Linked DNA regions of Bos taurus: region 2 is linked to region 1. Evidence: chromatin contacts called from public Hi-C data. All regions are on one chromosome and are shown on one strand. The core of a region is the stretch at or near the end of the contact, and the rest is flanking DNA. Distances in the headings are between cores, read along the strand shown. Region 1 overlaps ITPR1 (inositol 1,4,5-trisphosphate receptor type 1). Region 2 holds the start of LOC101907965 (26S proteasome complex subunit SEM1).

Region 1 (2,711 bases), core at 159-2,658:
ATGAGGCCATAACCACTGCCTGCCCCCCGCCTCCCGCCCCAGAATGGAAAAAAACTGTCAGGATCCTAAGTATTTCTGCACTCCATAGGGATTGCCTATCTAAAATTACAGTACTGCTATACCATGGGGTTATCAAGTAGCCATGAAAAATACAGAACTACTTGTTTATTCATGACATAGTAAGTGGGGAAATAAGCAGGTAAAGAAAGACAAGTGAGACGGCATGCCCCTATTAATACTTTAACATACAGAGATACAGGAATAATAGGGGGTTGGAAACTGGGACACACACCAAATATAAAACCAAGATTATCTTTGAGGTAATTTAGATTTAGAGAGCATACCATTTTTTTTCCCTTTTCTTACTCATGTGTTTTTGAAATTCACTTCTTACAATACTCACATGTCATTTTTTCAGAAGCATCTTCATCCTATCTCCATGGCAAGAAGCCTGGGTTTTTAAAAAGCTTTATGAGCAAAACAGAAATAGAGACACAGACGTAGAGAACAAACATATGGATGCTAAGGGTGGGGAGGCAGAGTGGGATGAATTGGGAGAGTGGGCCTGACATATATAGACTACTGAGTATAAAATAGATAACTAATGAGGACCTGCTGTACAGCACGGGGATCTCTACTCAGTGCTCTGTGGTGACCTAAATGGGAAGGAAATCCAAAAAAGAGGGGATATATGAAAACCTATAGCTGCTTCACCTTGCTGTACAGTAGCAACTATCACAACATTGTAAAGCAACTACACTCCAGTAAAAATTAATTTAACAATAAAAGTAAACAAACAGCCACCTTAAATGTGCTACCTTTTCAATATTTAAGAATCCCAATAAATCAAGTACCTGTTGCTCTTTTCCTTGCACAATGACTTGAGGACAGTTCCGAATTTCTAAAGAAGAAATGGCACTCCATGCTATGCTCTCTACCACCACTGTCACCATGGGCATTACTGTGTTTCCCTAAGCAACATCAAGGCCAATCCCATCACAGTCACCTGCTATTTTATTTCAGAAATAGAGAAACCATTATTACATTACCACAGAGAGGTCACTGGAGCAGTGGGGAAAAGTTATTTAAGGTCAAAAAACTCTGAATTACATAACATGATATTGAATTAAGGCCTCTGAAAATAAGCAACGCAGGACCCAGGCTTCAGAAGACAATAAAGACTCATCACTCCTCTGGTTCTTCCCAGCTTAAAGTAACAGATCATTTCTCAGAACCAAAACAATGTAGGTGCTATTTCAAGGTAACAGACAGAAACGCTGTCAGGAAATGCAGTCAATGCCCGAAGAACAAATTACATGATTGGCTAAGGGTAGGGGAACCTCATTCTGCCAACATCTTGGGAAATTATGACCAGCGGGGTTAGCATCCAGTTCTCTCTGAAAGAACAGACACGTACAGCGACCAGCCACTAGATGTCACTGTCCTTCAGAGAGCTGGCGGCATGTTGCACAGCCTAGGCAAAAGGAAGTCAAAGTGGTCTAGACAACTAATTCCTTAAATGGCATTAATTTAAAATAATCTGACCTTTGATTGGGGTGCTCCACAGTAGTTGACAAAAATAAAAATGAAAACCCCCTGGAGACCAGTCATCCACCCCCAAAGGCAAGCGGCTTCCCAAAATACAGCATTTTAATGACGACACTAGAGCATGTGAATGACTTTCAGACACGAGGGGGAAAAAAGATGTCCAACTAAGCAAGGAAAGTAGGAACTGCACAGAGTAACTAAGACCCAAAAGTCATGTCAGTAATCCTAAATCAGGGGACAGCGCTGGTTTCCTTTTAAAATCTATTTAAAGCAAGAACAGCATGAAAGAGAACATTTGTTGTTTGTTTTAGTAAGGAGTTCAAAGTTCTCGGTCACCTTTAGGATTGCAGTTTTCAACTGTGTGGCTTTTTTCAGCGTTCATTTGTGGGAAGGAGCATGAAAAGGAACTGCTGATGAAATGACATGTGTATCACAGGCTGCGAATGGGTGACCAAGAACCTTACCCTGCCTGAGCCATTCTGGTGTTGGTGTTGAGTGTGTGTTTTAAACTTTAATGGCGTTAGCTGCCAATAGTTTTAAAAAATTGAAAGATAACACAGCAAAGCATGGGTCCTTAGTTTCTCTTGATATGTGATGGCAGCTCTAGGCCCACCCTCCCATGCAGCAGCAGCTGGAAGGTGGAGGTGTCCCCAGACCTGCACACAGGCATGAGCCACTGAGCAAGCTGGCCCACCAAGACCCCTTTGTTCCAACTGGTTTCCTGCTTGGCCACGAGGAACCTCAATTTACAACCCTTGCTGTAAATAGTGTAGGAGAAGAAACAGTTTGAGATGTACTAAGAAGATCTCAGGCTTCCCTGATGGCTCAGTGGTAAAGACTCTGCCTGCCAACGAAGGAGACGCAGGTTCTATCCCTGGGTTGGGAAGATACCCTGGAGAAGGAAATGGGTATCCAATTCCATGGAGAGAGGAGCCTGGCATGCTGCAGTCCATGGGGTCACAAAGAGTCGGATGCAACTTAGCAACTAAACAACAGCAAGAACTCACTGAACATAATCATTATTATTAGAGAAAAGGGGAGCCAGGACCGTTAAACACATGCATTGCCTCCACCACGATAAACCCACAGGCGTGCGTGCTAAATAGCTCTCCTGAGAGATGTACAGAATTGAGCAACCCTTTCTACCCATTCAACACGATTCC
Region 2 (2,700 bases), core at 110-2,609, 270 kb after region 1:
TCTACCACATCACTAGATCCGTGGTTTTAAATTAAGTGTGGGGTGGGGAAGGGTGGATTGAGGAGGAGAGATCACTGGGGCGAAAGGTAGCCTCAAGGAGAAAAAAAGGCAAAGATCGAGGAAGGAAATGGCTTAGTAGTTAAAAATGACAGTAGTTAGGAATGACCCTGGAGCCAGACTGTCTCAGTTTAAATTGTTCCCCTACTGGTTGCTTGATATGAGTTCCTTAACCAGTTTTTCAGATTTTGAAAATTAAATGGAAATACTTTTAGAAAAGGTAGAATTAAGGCAGGAGTGTTAAAACCATCAGTGTAGGGTGCTGTGCTGTGCTTAGGCACGTCGGACTCTGCAACCCCATAGACTGTAGCCTGCCAGGCTCCTCTCTGCATGGGGATTCTCCAGGCAAGAATATTGAACTGGGTTGCCTTGCCCTCTTCCAGGGGATCTTTCCAACCTAGAGATCAAACCCAGGTCTCCCACATTGCAGGTGGATTCTTTACCAGCTGAGCTACCAGGAAAGCCCCAGTATAGGGTGATCTGCTTGCAAATCTTTACTGGCTTTACATCATTTTCAATACAGCAATGAGACTTCCAAGGTTAGGACTACATGTTTTTCTTAACATCCTTTTCTTTCCTAAAGTGTGTTGCTTGTTTTTACAAAGTGATTATCTTACCATAAAGAAGCGAATTTTTAGGGGTAAGGTAGGAGAAGGCTGAGTATGGGAAACATTCTTCTGCTGGAAATAATGAAGATCAAAGGGTGCATTATCAGCTCATTCATACCAAGCTCAAATTTATGAAAAAATTACAGCTGATAAGACGACTGAGATCATGTGTGAAGAGCAAAAGGAAAAGGGTCCTGCACCGTGCTTTCTTTTTATTTTTTATTTTTTTTTAGATCAAAACATTTATTTTTTTGCATTACAAAAACAAAGATAAATCAAAGCAGGTAATGAAATAAACATTTGTAGGTATCCCAGCCTGGGTTCTCTGTTCTAGAATTTAGTAAACAGTTCAGGTGTAGGTTGCTTCAACACTTCTTCTGGATGCTATGAAGTCTCCATCTTATACCCATGTTTCTCTAGTTCAGCTCTTAACTGATTGGAGAAGTCATCCTCTACGTTGTCATCATCCCAATTATCCTCCCAGACATGTGCATCTTCATCTTCATCTAAACCAGCCCAGTCTTCCGCAGGGAACTCCTCGAACTCGTCGTCCTCCTCCAGGAGACCCAAGTCTACCGGCTGTTTTTTCTCTGACATCGTGACCCCAGGAGCCCTAAAGCTCTCAGGCCAGTAAGAAAGTTCGAGCCCTCGTTCTTCCTCACCGCAGCCACCTCCGCCGTTGCCGCCTCTATGCTTGCACCGTGCTTGTTAAATAGCGCTCTGAAAAAGCATATGGGAGGACTTCCTTGATAAGAGTCAATTCCCTGGTCTTTGTGACAAGTTTCTTACTCTCTACCCCTAACTCTGCCAAGGGACTGAAAACTGGGTATTGTTTCTTAAGACGTGGTTTCAGGACAGCTTCAAACTTAGAATTTTCTTCTGTTCCAGAACATTTGTAAATACTCAGTTTGGTGGGGAGGAAAAAAAAAAAAAACCTCATTAATGTGGAAACCACATTCACATTTGTAGTTTTGTATTTATTAACAAACTCTTGCTCCAGGATATATTAGGCAAGCCAAGGGGTGAATCATGTTGATACTGCTTCTGGGCTGTTAGCGTTGGTCTCTTTTGGAGCCAGCCCTGGTACCTCCATCCATGGCAACTTGAACTGGTTTTATATGTAATGTTCCCCCTCTAGTGGCCACATTGGTTTTGGGTTTTGCTGTTTTTGTACAAATGATCCCTAAAGTTGGAGAACCTTTCATTGAGGGGTACTGTGGATTTGGGGAGGCAAGTGGGAAAAGATAAAGAAGAATGTGCAAATATTTATTCCATAGGAAAAATTTATCGGAAATATTTGTCCTCTCCAGTCTCGTGCTTTTTAAAGAGCTCGTGGAGACGAGAACCTTTGGAAGGGAGGAGGGGTTTTAGAATGATCTCTCATCTTATTACTCTGATTAGTTTCCGAATTTCTACTGCCTTTATTAGTAAGTATCTTATTAATAAGTCCATCAAGTTCCATTAGAAAAACCTTTTTTTTAAAAAAATTATAACAGCAATAAAATGCATCGGGTAAAACTAGAGACTCTGAAAAACATGCAAAGTGTCCTTCATTCTGTGAATTCTGGTCTTCTCTCAAATCTGTGCTAGGAGGTAACTATTATGAACAGTAAGTGTATCTTTCCAGACTTTTTGTATGCATTTACAAACACATATTATACATATGTCTGTTGGTAGACATTGAGTACAGATGATCATCAATATGTATTAGGTTGGCCAAAAAGTTTAGTCAGGTTTTTGAAAATACCCAACCAAACTTTTTGGCCAACCTGGTACATAGAGGCACACAGAAATCATACAAAATGTATTCAACTTATATTTGGTTTTTATGAAACAAAATGGAGTCATATTATAATGCTATTCATTTTACATGTTTTGCATGCCCCATGAAAGTACTATATAGGTCTAGCTCTTTTTAAATAGCTGACTTTATTTAAGCATTCCTTATTGATGAATATTTGGATTATTTTCAGTTTCTATTGTTAAAAAATGTTCCAATAAAACTATTTGTGCCTACTTATATCTCTGCCAGTTT

Evidence for each region. A called contact is a pair of places that touch in the nucleus more often than the background predicts.
Region 2: a contact with region 1 is called in a Hi-C map of liver, with 4 times the contacts expected there. The contact joins the promoter of LOC101907965 here to the enhancer-like site in region 1. A contact is called at or near these places in 4 of 11 Hi-C or Micro-C datasets (liver, skeletal muscle, skin fibroblasts and 1 more).

What each region holds. Positions count from the first base shown.
Region 1 is chr22:21,738,358-21,741,068 of ARS-UCD2.0, forward strand. All of the region lies in intron 5 of ITPR1 (inositol 1,4,5-trisphosphate receptor type 1), which reads right to left. Among named protein-coding and RNA genes, the nearest start is that of MIR2285AM, 67 kb to the right of the region's middle. Within about 2 kb of position 1,409, at least 8 of the 102 cell types and tissues checked have an H3K27ac peak or open chromatin away from gene starts, as enhancers often do. A contact at or near this core is called in liver, where this site is marked.
Region 2 is chr22:22,003,687-22,006,386 of ARS-UCD2.0, forward strand. LOC101907965 (26S proteasome complex subunit SEM1) reads right to left here and starts at 1,360. Exons shown (of 1, transcript XM_010817627.4): 1 at 887-1,360. The coding sequence starts at 1,262. The coding sequence ends at 1,050.